Regions from separate parts of the Mus musculus genome. Here region 2 is linked to region 1. Evidence: chromatin contacts called from public targeted proximity ligation data. All regions are on one chromosome and are shown on one strand. The core of a region is the stretch at or near the end of the contact, and the rest is flanking DNA. Distances in the headings are between cores, read along the strand shown.

What was found.
Region 2: a targeted proximity ligation map of pancreatic cancer cells shows a contact between it and region 1. A contact is called at or near these places in 1 of 484 Hi-C or Micro-C datasets (uterus), 2 of 130 datasets of targeted methods (embryonic stem cells and pancreatic cancer cells) and 1 of 9 other capture datasets (pancreatic islet).

The regions. Positions count from the first base shown.
Region 1 is chr19:23,985,460-23,991,186 of GRCm38.p6, forward strand. It overlaps Fam189a2 (family with sequence similarity 189, member A2), which reads right to left. Exons shown (of 11, transcript NM_001114174.1): 4 at 2,988-3,116; 5 at 950-1,057. Among named protein-coding and RNA genes, the nearest start is that of Fam189a2, 43 kb to the right of the region's middle.
Region 2 is chr19:24,164,197-24,169,962 of GRCm38.p6, forward strand. All of the region lies in intron 2 of Tjp2 (tight junction protein 2), which reads right to left. Among named protein-coding and RNA genes, the nearest start is that of Tjp2, 58 kb to the right of the region's middle.

The DNA of each region.
Region 1 (5,727 bases), core at 787-3,286:
CAGTGCTTCCACACATAGTAGGGATGGACAGCTAGGTGGAAACGCCACACAGTGCTTCCACACACAGTAGGGATGGACTGCTAGGTTGAAATGCCACACAGTGCTTCCACACACAGTAGGGATGGACAGCTAGGTTGAAATGCCACACAGTGCTTCCACACACAGTAGGGATGGACTGCTAGGTTGAAATGCCACACAGTGCTTCCACACACAGTAGGGATGGACTGCTAGGTGGAAATGCCACACAGTACTTCCCCACACAGTAGGGATGGACTGCTAGGTGGAAATGCCACACAGTGCTTCCCCACACAGTAGGGATGGACTGCTAGGTTGAAATGCCACACAGTGCTTCCACACACAGTAGGGATGGACAGCTAGGTGGAAATGCCACACAGTGCTTCCACACACAGTAGGGATGGACAGCTAGGTTGAAATGCCACACAGTGCTTCCACACACAGTAGAGATGGACAGCTAGGTGGAAATGCCACACAGTGCTTCCACACACAGTAGGGATGAACTGCTAGGTGGAAACGCCACACAGTGCTTCCACACACAGTAGGGATGGACAGCTAGGTGGAAATGCCACACAGTGCTTCCACACACAGTAGGGATGGACTGCTAGGTTGAAATGCCACACAGTGCTTCCACACACAGTAGGGATGGACTGCTAGGTTGAAATGCCACACAGTGCTTCCACACACAGTAGGGATGGACAGCTAGGTGGAAATGCCACACAGTACTTCCACACACAGTAGGGATGGACTGCTAGGTGGAAATGCCACACAGTGCTTCCACACATAGTAGGGATGGACAGCTAGGTGGAAATGCCACACAGTGCTTCCACACACAGTAGGGATGGACTGCTAGGTTAATGCCACACAGTGCTTCCACACACAGTAGGGATGGACTGCTAGGTGGAAATACCACACAGTGCTTCCACACACTTACAATACATGGCCTTCTGCTGGCAAAGATCTGGAGGTAGCGCAGGGCAGCAGCCACCAAACACACTGTGGTGGTCAAGGCGTTCAAGGCACACAGGGCAAACAGGACTTTCTGGAAACAAGACCACCAGTCAGAGAGATGTGTAAAATGTGTTGATAACTATGCTGTCTGAACTGGCAAGCTTCTGAGATGATGGGGGCAGGGGGTCACATAGCATCGGGCTTATGCAAGTGTGAAATAAATGCTGGCTATTATGACCCCCTGGTCAGAATGTAGATTTCTTACTTTAAAATCGTATATTTCCAGCTACTTTGAAGACTAAGGCAGGAGGGTCATAAGTTCAAACCTGGACTGGTAATACAGTAAAACTGTCTAATCAAACAAACAAACAAACAAACAAAAACAAGCTAAACTACATATAATAAGACACAGCTATAACCCTAGCACTCTAAAGGCTCGAGGCAGGAGCATCTGAGTGCCAGGACAAACTCCAATTTAAAAAAATAAGTAACCCAAAGAAACCTACCATATCCATGGGTTCACCTTCTCAGATTCAACTGAACCAAAATGGAAACTACTCAAAACAAAAGCAAAAGCAAAAGCAAAAACAAACAAGACTATGCTGAACATGGACAGGCCCTTTTCCTATCTTTTTTTTTCTTAAATGATATAACAACTATTTGCAAAATACATTGCAACCATGCAGAAGAGTGTGTAAAGGCTATGTGCTATCTATCCTATGCCACTTTATAGAAGGAGCTTGGTGTGACAGAGTTCGGTATCCTCAGGGGTGCTAGAGCCAATTTTCCAAAGACATGGAGGGACCTTTTTTTTTTTTTTTTTTTTACAAGCCTCTGAATAGTATCTATAAAGTTCCCTCTAGAAGAACATTGAGACTCTTCTCTAGTTGGTGCCCTCACCCACCCAAGGGACAGCACTTCCTGCAGGATGGAATCTCCTTAGCATGTGGTCACTGCTTCTGTTTTGGGAGCAACAGGCAGTGGTGGCCCGGGCACTCAGCTACCACACAGTGGGAACCAGGAGCAGTCAGGGAGTGTAAATAGGTCTTCTTTCCTTAAAATAGCAGCTAAGTCAACACTGAAGGTTGCTGTGGCTACAGCCTTGGCTCCTTCAGGGGCTTTCCTCAAGCTAAGTCAGGCTTAGAAAGTTCCAGATGACTCAAGAGTCAAACATGCAGAAACCAAGGCAAGCAGGACATTTCTAAGTACTATGCTACCCAGAGCTTGAAGCTCTGCAGAACTTTCTCTCCGAGCTTCCTCCTCCTCCCTGAGAAGCAAAGATCTAAAGAAGTGGTTGACTAACAACAGCTAAGAGGCCATTAGCTGATTTTGCCACCCAATCCAGTCAGACTTCAGTGGCTCAGCTCCATTATAAAGGCTGAGTTTGCATTTCCCTTTGACCTGAATCCTTGGTGTATTCTCCTAAATTTCTTTACTTAATGTTGCCTATTAAACAAGATATAAAGAACTCAAGGGTCTACTGCCATTTCCTGGCTGATCTTAGTCTATGTGTCATAGAATGGTGACATTCAACACGCTCATGCAACTCACTACGAATGAACGACAATGCCAAGTGAGCGTGCAAATGAGGCTTTCCAGAAAGCTATACCTCGGATGTGTGTGCAAGCATATACATACGCATAGCTAGACTCCTTTGCATTTTTCACCAGCTTATAATTCTTTTTTTGTTTTGTTTTGTTTTTTGGGTTTTTAGAGACAGGGTTCTTCTGTGCAGCCCTGGCTGTGCTGGAACTCACTCTGTAGACCAGTTTATAATTCTTATATGCAATGAAATCTGTCTCCACATAATTTAAAACACAATCTGTGGCCTCCTCCACACTCCATTCTAACGGCAGGGTAGTGAAGGGCCGCTCAGTAACTTCAGGTTATTAGGGCTGCTCATACTTGCTTGTAGCAGCCTGACCATTTTCAGGCAGCCACCAAATGGGAATATCTCAAGGAGCGGCCTCTTGGGCCCCTGGGGAGCATTCCTGGTAGAGACTATGAGCTGGCCATCATACCTTAAGCAGAAGGTGCACAGCACTACAAGGCTGGACCGGGAAGAGTTTCAAGGCATTTTCTTTGTCTGTGCATTTGGCTGGTTGAAATTCTTCACAACAGAAGCAGATCTTGCCTTCACCTAAGTCCACCTTAAGGAAAGATGCAGAACAATGGTTTTATTATTTAAGGGGAAAAAATACCCTTGCTACACACGCAGCATGTATCGTACAGAATATGATGTGTATGGTTCCATGTCAAGCAATCTCGGGCAAGGTTTATTTTATTTTTAAGAGAGAGAGAGAAAGAGAGAGAGAGAGGCATGTGTATATGTATGTGTATATGTGTGTGTATGTTTATGTATATGGGTATGTGTATATGTATGTGTATATGTGTGTGTATGGGTATGGGTATGACTATGCAACGGCAAAGGTCACTAGCAGTTCATGTGAAGTTCAGACTCCAGGGAGTATCCTATAATTGCACTAATTAGGGGTGACAATGATGCCCGTCACTTTAGCTCATAGCTTTGTGGCAAAAGTGAATCACATGATTGGCTTTGATTCCCAGAAGGCCAAAGAAGCCCAGTCTACCTCAAGGGTGAGAAACACAGGGTGAATTCTGTGAACAGTAGGCCTGGGCCACGTAGAAAGATCCCCCAGGGCTCACTGTCAACACAGGCGTGGATTTGTATCAAAGTGATAATTGATGAATAGCCTTGACCATTCTTAATGAGATGCTCTGCCAACTTCCGGCCACCTTTCCTAGTTTTTCTTAAGGCAAGCTGAGAAAAAAAAAAAAAACGTAACACCTGGTTTGGGGACTCAAAACCCCAGCGGGGGCAGAGGCGGCCTTTCTAACTTGTTCTGCCTTCTGAGCTGACTTGGCTTTGCTTCCAGTTTTCCTACCAGGGAAGGTTACAGCTCACTAACTGTTAATTAGGCAGCTCTCAATTCACTAAGTGCAAACTCTCCAAAGGAGGACTACACTGGCACTCTCTTTTAACTGGTGGGGAGGTATTTTTCTTATTGAATTAATTTTTTTGGTTTTTTTTTTTTTTTTTTTTTTTTTTTTTTTTTTTGGTTTTTCGAGACAGGGTTTCTCTGTATAGCCCTGGCTGTCCTGGAACTCACTCTGTAGACCAGGCTGGCCTCGAACTCAGAAATCCACCTGCCTCTGCCTCCCAAGTGCTGGGACTAAAGGTGTGCGCCACCACCACCTGGCTGGATTAATATTCTTAATCTCTAGGTGTAGCACTAAATTTCATAGTTTTGTGAAAATTAAGGAAAAATTTGGTTCCTCATGGTGAAGTTGAGTGGAACACTAAAGAAATAAAAGTCCCCACCATCAGGTTTCATGACATGGGGATCCACTTATTAGAATTTCTTTTCTTCTTTTGAGGTAAAATGTGCATATATATAATAGTTACATATATACAAATAGTAAGTACATCATTTGAACAGTTATCTGCAATGTACTTGTATCACTCAAGCCCAATCTCACTCAATACCAGCTGTTAGCATCACATCAGAGAAACTCCTTCATGGCCCTTCTTCCTCATCCTGCCCACCTCTGTCCCAGGACAACCACATTGGTTCTTTTTGCTCCTATAGTTTAGTCTGGCCTCTTTGAAACCTCCAAGGACTCTAACACTTTTAATTGTTTGTCATAAAACCATGTATAAGATGATCCATTATTATATTGGGTTTTTAACGTATATTTTGTCTCTGGCACAAAGAATAACAGCCAGAGTTACCCTGATGGTTTCCATGATCCTCTCTACCAGTTCAGTCCAGTACTTGGTGCAACACCCCCACCACACCTAAGGTCCCCCCACCCCCACCCCCAGAGAGTCACAGGGCTATTTGTATTAGAATTTTCCCACAACTGTCTCATAGTGTTGATGATGGGTCCTACTGTTAATACTGACACTAGTCTCTCGCCCTCTAAATGACAAGGACAATGGCCACTTCCACAGGCTCCACGTGTTCTTCCACTCAGCATCCCTGGCCTCCCACAGTCAGTGGGCTCCCTCACATTAAGTTAAATTCAGCAAAGACATTACTTGGAAGGGCTCCCTCCTCTGAGCTTCCTGTTGAACAGTGCCTGGGTTAGCACCAACAACAGTGCTGAGTAGTAGCAAGTCAACCTCCTGCAGATGACAGCCAACTTCCATTCTTCCTCCTCATGGGAACCAAACTGGCTCCCTGTGACTTGGGATGGCCTCTACTTTCAGTCCTTGGTGCAGGCCTCCAGACCCTCCTCAAGAGCCCATATATCATAGTTCCCTCTGGTAGATTAGGTGTCATCCTACAAAGGACCCCTTCCTCACCAGCCCACTCTTGCCGTGAAGTGTATAATGAAGGAAGATGAAGGCCCGGGAGAGGGCGTGGGTGTGGAGGATGTGTAGCAATTGTAGCAAGGCTTCAGTATCCTGCCAGACTGCCAAGCGCACAGGAACTTCTGCTGTCTGCAGTCTTTAGGGTGAACCCAGATAGATGGCAAGACCGTCCAGATGAGTGTAAGCTAGACCCTTTAAACAGCACTCCTTCAGGGTTTGATCACTACATGGTCATGGATGGCTAATATTATTCCTATTGCCACAAGAAGTCCCGAGGCTCTGTGCAAATGACAGTAAGCAACAGTGCCTTTTGTGCTCCTGCTCCTCTACCAGCTTCTGCTCACACTGTCTAAAGGTTTGTCCTTATTTCTCTTCTGTTGCTTTAAGTCGTCTTAAAAATATCTGTAAACGTCTTCAAATGC
Region 2 (5,766 bases), core at 1,170-3,669, 180 kb after region 1:
CTTTCACAGGAGTCCCTGAATGAGGAAGTTCCTCTCGCAACCATCAATCAGAAGTCTGGTTTCTAGCCTGGCTGGAAGGGGAGCCAGAAGAGGCTCCCAACTGCAGCCTGGGGCCCCTTCTGTGCTCATCCCTGCAAAAGTTCACCCTGGGGGGAAAGTCTATGGCAAAAGGCAAGGGTGTGTGGGAGGCTTCCCCCTCCCAGGGGACGCCACCCTCCCCCGGGACGCCACCCTCCCCCACAAGCAGCTTTGCCTGGAAAAGGTGGAGAAAAGAATGAAAATGGATTCTCAAGAAGCCCTCCAAGAAAGCTGGAGTGGGGCTGGAGGGAGGAAGGCTTACTGCTCTTTAGAGGACCCTCCTTCCGTTCCCAGGAGCCACAGCAGGCGGCTCACAACTGCTTAGAACTCCAGTCCAGGGGGTGATTCAGAGTGCTTCCTCTTCTGCTGAATTCAGTTCCCAGCACCCCATCAGGGGGCTCACAATTGCCTGTAAGCCCAGCTCCAGGGAATCTGACAACAGGCCTCCAGGGATATGTGGGTGCACACATACACATTAAAAATAAACCGGGGGCTGGTGAGATGGCTCAGCAGGTAAGAGCACCCGACTGCTCTTCCAAAGGTCCTGAGTTCAAATCCCAGCAACCACATGGTGGCTCACAACCATCCGTAATGAGATCTGACGCCCTCTTCTGGAGTGTCTGAAGACAGCTACAGTGTACTTACATATAATAAATAAATAAATCTTTAAAAAAAATAATAAACCAAACTTATTTTTAAATAATAAGGGTTGGAAAGACTCCCCAGTGGATAAGAGCACTTGCTGCTCTTACAGAGAACCTGGGTTCATTTTCTAGGACCCACGGGGCAGCTCACAACTGAAGGGACTCTAGCTACCTTGAGTTGGCCAGCATGACTCTAGCAGACCTGGCCCTTCTCCTCCATTCCCTCTGCCTCGCTTAAAAACAACAACAAAAACAAACAAACAAACACACCAAACTGCTATCCATTCCAAAGGCTAACCCCCCATGGTCTATTTCCTTATTGCTAATTCCTATTCCAGAAACTGACTACCAAGGTCCAGCTGTAAAGTCTAGCAATCAAAAGCTCCCTTCAGGCACCTAATTAACATGCACAATTAAAATTAAACACTTCATCTCAGCACAGGGTTTCCCATTTCACCTTTATAAACCATCATTTGCCTGTCCCCTCTCCATCCAGAGGCAGCCCTTTATCCCATTCCAAGACAAATAACCCTCTTCTTTCTTTTCTCTCCGTTCTCCCTCTTCCTCTGGCTCCTGTCTCATCCCTTAACCCTGACCTCTGTCCCTCCAGAGCAAATACATCTCCTTTGTGCTAAGCGCACATTTTTCCTTTTAACAAGTCTGTGTCTATAAACTGGGCATGGTGGTGCACATCTTTAATCCCAGTCAGGAGGATCTCACCTAGTCTACATAGTGAGCTCCAGGACACACAGCCAGACCTAATATACAGATGGAGGAAAAAGGAAGTCTCTAGCTCCGGCTCCAGGGATGTGAGATTCTTGTCTGGCCTCTGAGAGTATAAGGCGCAAACAACCACCGAGTACACAGACATACAAGACGGCAAAACACCATACATATAGAGAAAAAAATAATTCCAGAAAAAAATTAAAATAAAATCTGGAAAAGGGAGGAGAAGACAGTCGCTACTGGCTTGAGGGAAGAGAACCCTGTGGCTCTGGCTAGTACATTATTCAAGCTGCAACTTAATAACAGATCTTTCCATTGCTCTGTGAGCTAAGCAACTACCAGGCTCCCTGGGACCTTTGCCGTTAAACAGTATGTCTTTTTAAAAACGTCTTTCTGAAAGAATCCAATGGATGCCTTTTTAAAAGAAAAAAAATAAGAAAATAACACACACATATAGCTGAAAGAGCAAGTAATTTGGAATATCTTGCTCCAAACTCCTTAGAATGTTCTCTAAGCTTTACACTCGAGCACTGAGAGCCCCCAGGAAGTTAGGGGCCACAGATGACTTTATTAGCCATCTAAACTAAGCAGAGCTGAGGTCTGCAACTCACATAAAGTGGCCAGTTAATTAGCGCTGCAGTTTCTGCTGCTTCTGGGCCTAAGTTCTGCAACACAGTAACAATTTTAATGGAGACCAACCTGAGCTAAACACAGCCCCATCTCAACAACAGCACACTGAGAGGTCCAGAAGCAATTCTACACTTTTTTTGGTTAAGACTTTTTAGTTCATCCAACTATCATCCATTCGCTACAGAAATATGAGGAATTCTCTCAATTAAGTTCGCCACTAGTCTGAGTCATGCTAGCTCATGCCTTCCCAAATCGAGTCAATCTGATAAGTACACAGTGACTTCGTCTGATGCCCTGCCCCGAGAGCCCTTGTGCCTACCACTCTGACTCACACAAGGGCAGGGCTCACAGCTAATGGGAAGTGACTGGCGGTATGCAGTGGCCGGAGGAAACAGGGGCAGGTGTACACCAGCCAATCCCACACAGCCGAGCAGCTGACTCCTCACTGAAGAGGGCTAAAGAGGAAGAAGCCTGCTCCTCGGTCGGAAACTGAGCTCACCAGGAAGTCCTTTAGTTTTGCTAAGAACCTCCCTCACTAATCTCATCGATTCTACTCCGCTGAATCCTCCGGAGACTGAGAGTGGCCGGTGACGTGAAGGTGTTGTCTCCGAGCTACAGGGATGACTCTCCTGGGTGAAACCCCACCCACCCAGGTTCTCAGGTGCGCCTGCTATCCTTGTAAGGCAAAAAGAAGAAACTGAACTTGAGCCAAGTGGGTAGGATCAGCTCTCAGATCATGTAAACAAATTGCTATAGTCGGACATTAAAGCAATGAGGCCGGCTGACAAATTTCTTTTTCCTTCCTCCTGAGAACAAAGGCCCTAGAAGCTCCAAGCCCTAGAAGGAACAAATACTACTAGAAAGCATTAGACCTTAAAAACTTTTGGTCCTGCAGGGGAGCTCCTTAGGCAGGGAGGTAAACACACACACACACACACACACCCCTGCGGGGAAGACGACTCTCAAGCAAAAAGACCTGCTTGGAAGACATTTCTGCCACCTGAAGCTGCAAAGGACCCTCCAATCTGCTGAGCTGCCTGCAGGCTGTCCAGTGTGGTCCAGGTTCCCAGCCTTTGTGAGCTGTCACCCATGCCGGGGTGAACTTTGGCGATAAGAGTTATTCTGGGGTGATCTGTGCTCATCCATATGGGATCATTTCTATTCCTGAATTCAGATTCCTGTAGGGAACCCCAATAAAACTCACTGGGTCGCCAAGCTGGACTTTGGTGGTATCCTTACCACTAAAAATTGGGTGTATCATGGGTTCCCAATCTGGGATTGAGTGTTTTGTCCACCCCGTAAAATAAAAAATTAAGTCACACAACACCTGGCTCGCCTTACCTTCAACTCAAGGAACTAAAGTTTCTCTATCACGATCCACGTTTTCCTTTGTTAGGATGGCAAAAATGTAACTGGACTTTGAGACTGGTGTACAGTCTAAAAACTTACCACCAAAAAAAGCTACAAACCTGGTCTGGACAGGTGTCTCAGCAGTTAAAAGCACTAGCTGTTCTTGCCAAGGACCAGGGTTTGATTCCCAGAACTTCATTCTCTGCTCACAATCACCTGTCAGCCCAGACCCAGAGGATCTGCCAAGCCTCTTCTGGCCTCCAAGGGACAACAGGTACCCATTGTTGTGCAATATAAGTGCAGGCATATAATAAAATAATTTTAACTCTAATAAGTACCTGGCACAGCAGGTACTTAGGATATTCCAGGCCCTGGGTTCCACCCACAGCTTCCTGAAGCAACAAAGGGGACGGGAGGTGTTCATTCAGAGATGTGTCAAGATTACATTTTCCCCATTACTATATTTACTCCTCACACAGAACAGGAGGAGGAGGAGAAACATAAAAGCCACACCCATCAAAGTCTAGTCAGGCTAAAACATTAGTCTAAGTTCAAATAAGCACATTACAAAGTATACTCTACTGTGGCTGGATGGCAGCCTGTATCCTGTTAAAGACCCAACTGTAACCATCTGCCAGGCGGCACTCATCAAATAGCATGTCCTGCTATGAAATGACTAAATACAAGTCACCAGCCAGAGGCTTCGGACACTTCACAAATGGCGCCACAGGCACACAACTAGAGAACGGCTATAATTCAGAGTGTCTCCTTTTCCTTTTCCTTCACATCAGCGTGCACCTCAACTGTCCTCCTTAAGTCAAAGCAAGGGGTTGTTTTTCTACCTCAAACTTTGCGGTTCCTACAGCATCCTTGTCAGAGCCCCCTTTATAGCTCCATGTATGCACCAGAAGTATATAAGTAGGTTCCATCCGCAGCACCATAAAGCTAATTCATTAACGAAAACCAAGAATCCCGCCACACAACACATTCTGTAAAGACCCTGAGAAGTTAAAACCTTTACGCGTGGCAAGCTATTTGGTGATCTGCATTCTTCAGGCCGCACTTGAAAACAAAGTGCTATTCCCTGGAAGGGCGGGAGTACCTCCTCCCCGCCCCACCACTTTATCACAAAAGAATGAACAGCATTTGGCCATGCAACTTTCGATGTATCACCTACTCGGAGAAAGCAGAAAAAGGAAGGGAATCCAGCCAGATGTTAAAAGAGCCCCACAGACACACCATGGGCAAACAGTCAGAAGAATTGCAGAAATGGGGGATGGGGGTGGGGGAGTGGGGTTGTCCACAGGCTCAAGACAGAGGCCATGTGCTCAACACTTCTGCTCTCCCAGGATGTCTCTGCATGTGCTGCTCATGAAGGTATGGTGGGGCTGGGAAGGTATATACTCGAGAGCTCTCCTGAACCAAGTCACATGTGCTTTACACAGTGACACCCAAGGCTCAGAGAGCAATAGCCTTCATGCTTTCAATTTGTACAGTCTACTACTGACTTACCATGAAAAGTTCACAAATCTTAATGCGGTTTTACTTCACATTTATTTTTGTTTCATCCTAAGCTACCCAACCTTCAAATAAGTGGGAATGCTGACTGGCTTTGGCTTCCACTCCTCACTCGATATTAATGTATAACAACTGAAAAACAGAATATGTCCCATCCAAGAAGCTAATAAAAAAGATAGAATTTAATTCCTGTCGAAGAGAATTATTGGGTAGGTTTTGGTGGTGGTGGTGGTTTTCTGTTTGTGTTTATTTTGAGACAGGATCTTATTATGTTGCCCAGGCTAACCTAGAACTCACAGAGATCTGCAAACTTGCCCCTCCAGGAGTGGTAGGATTAAAGGCGTGTGCTGCCACAAGCGGCTGGATTACTCCATTATTGCTGTTTCATTATTTAAATTAACTTATTAATTAAATTATCTAAATTAAAAGTGGTACATGCCTTTAATCCCAGCACTCTGGAAACAGAGGCAGGCAGATCTCTGAGTTCAAGACCAGCCTGGTCTATGGAGTTCTAGTACAGCCGGGGCTACAGAGAGAAACCCTGTCTTGGAAAAACAAAAGCAAAACAAAAACGGGGCTGAAGAAGTGGTTCCCAACATTAAAAGCATTTGCTGCTCTTGATGAGGACCCAGCCCCAAGATGGCTACTCATAAAACCATCTGTAACTATAGTCCCAGGAAATCCAATCCCCACTTCCAGCAGCAAACACATAAAAGCAATATATAGACTTCCATGCAACAAAGCAGCATACACATAAAACTAATTAATTACATTTTAAAGAACCTTTTGTACTGCAAGTTTTTATGAACCACAACTGAGA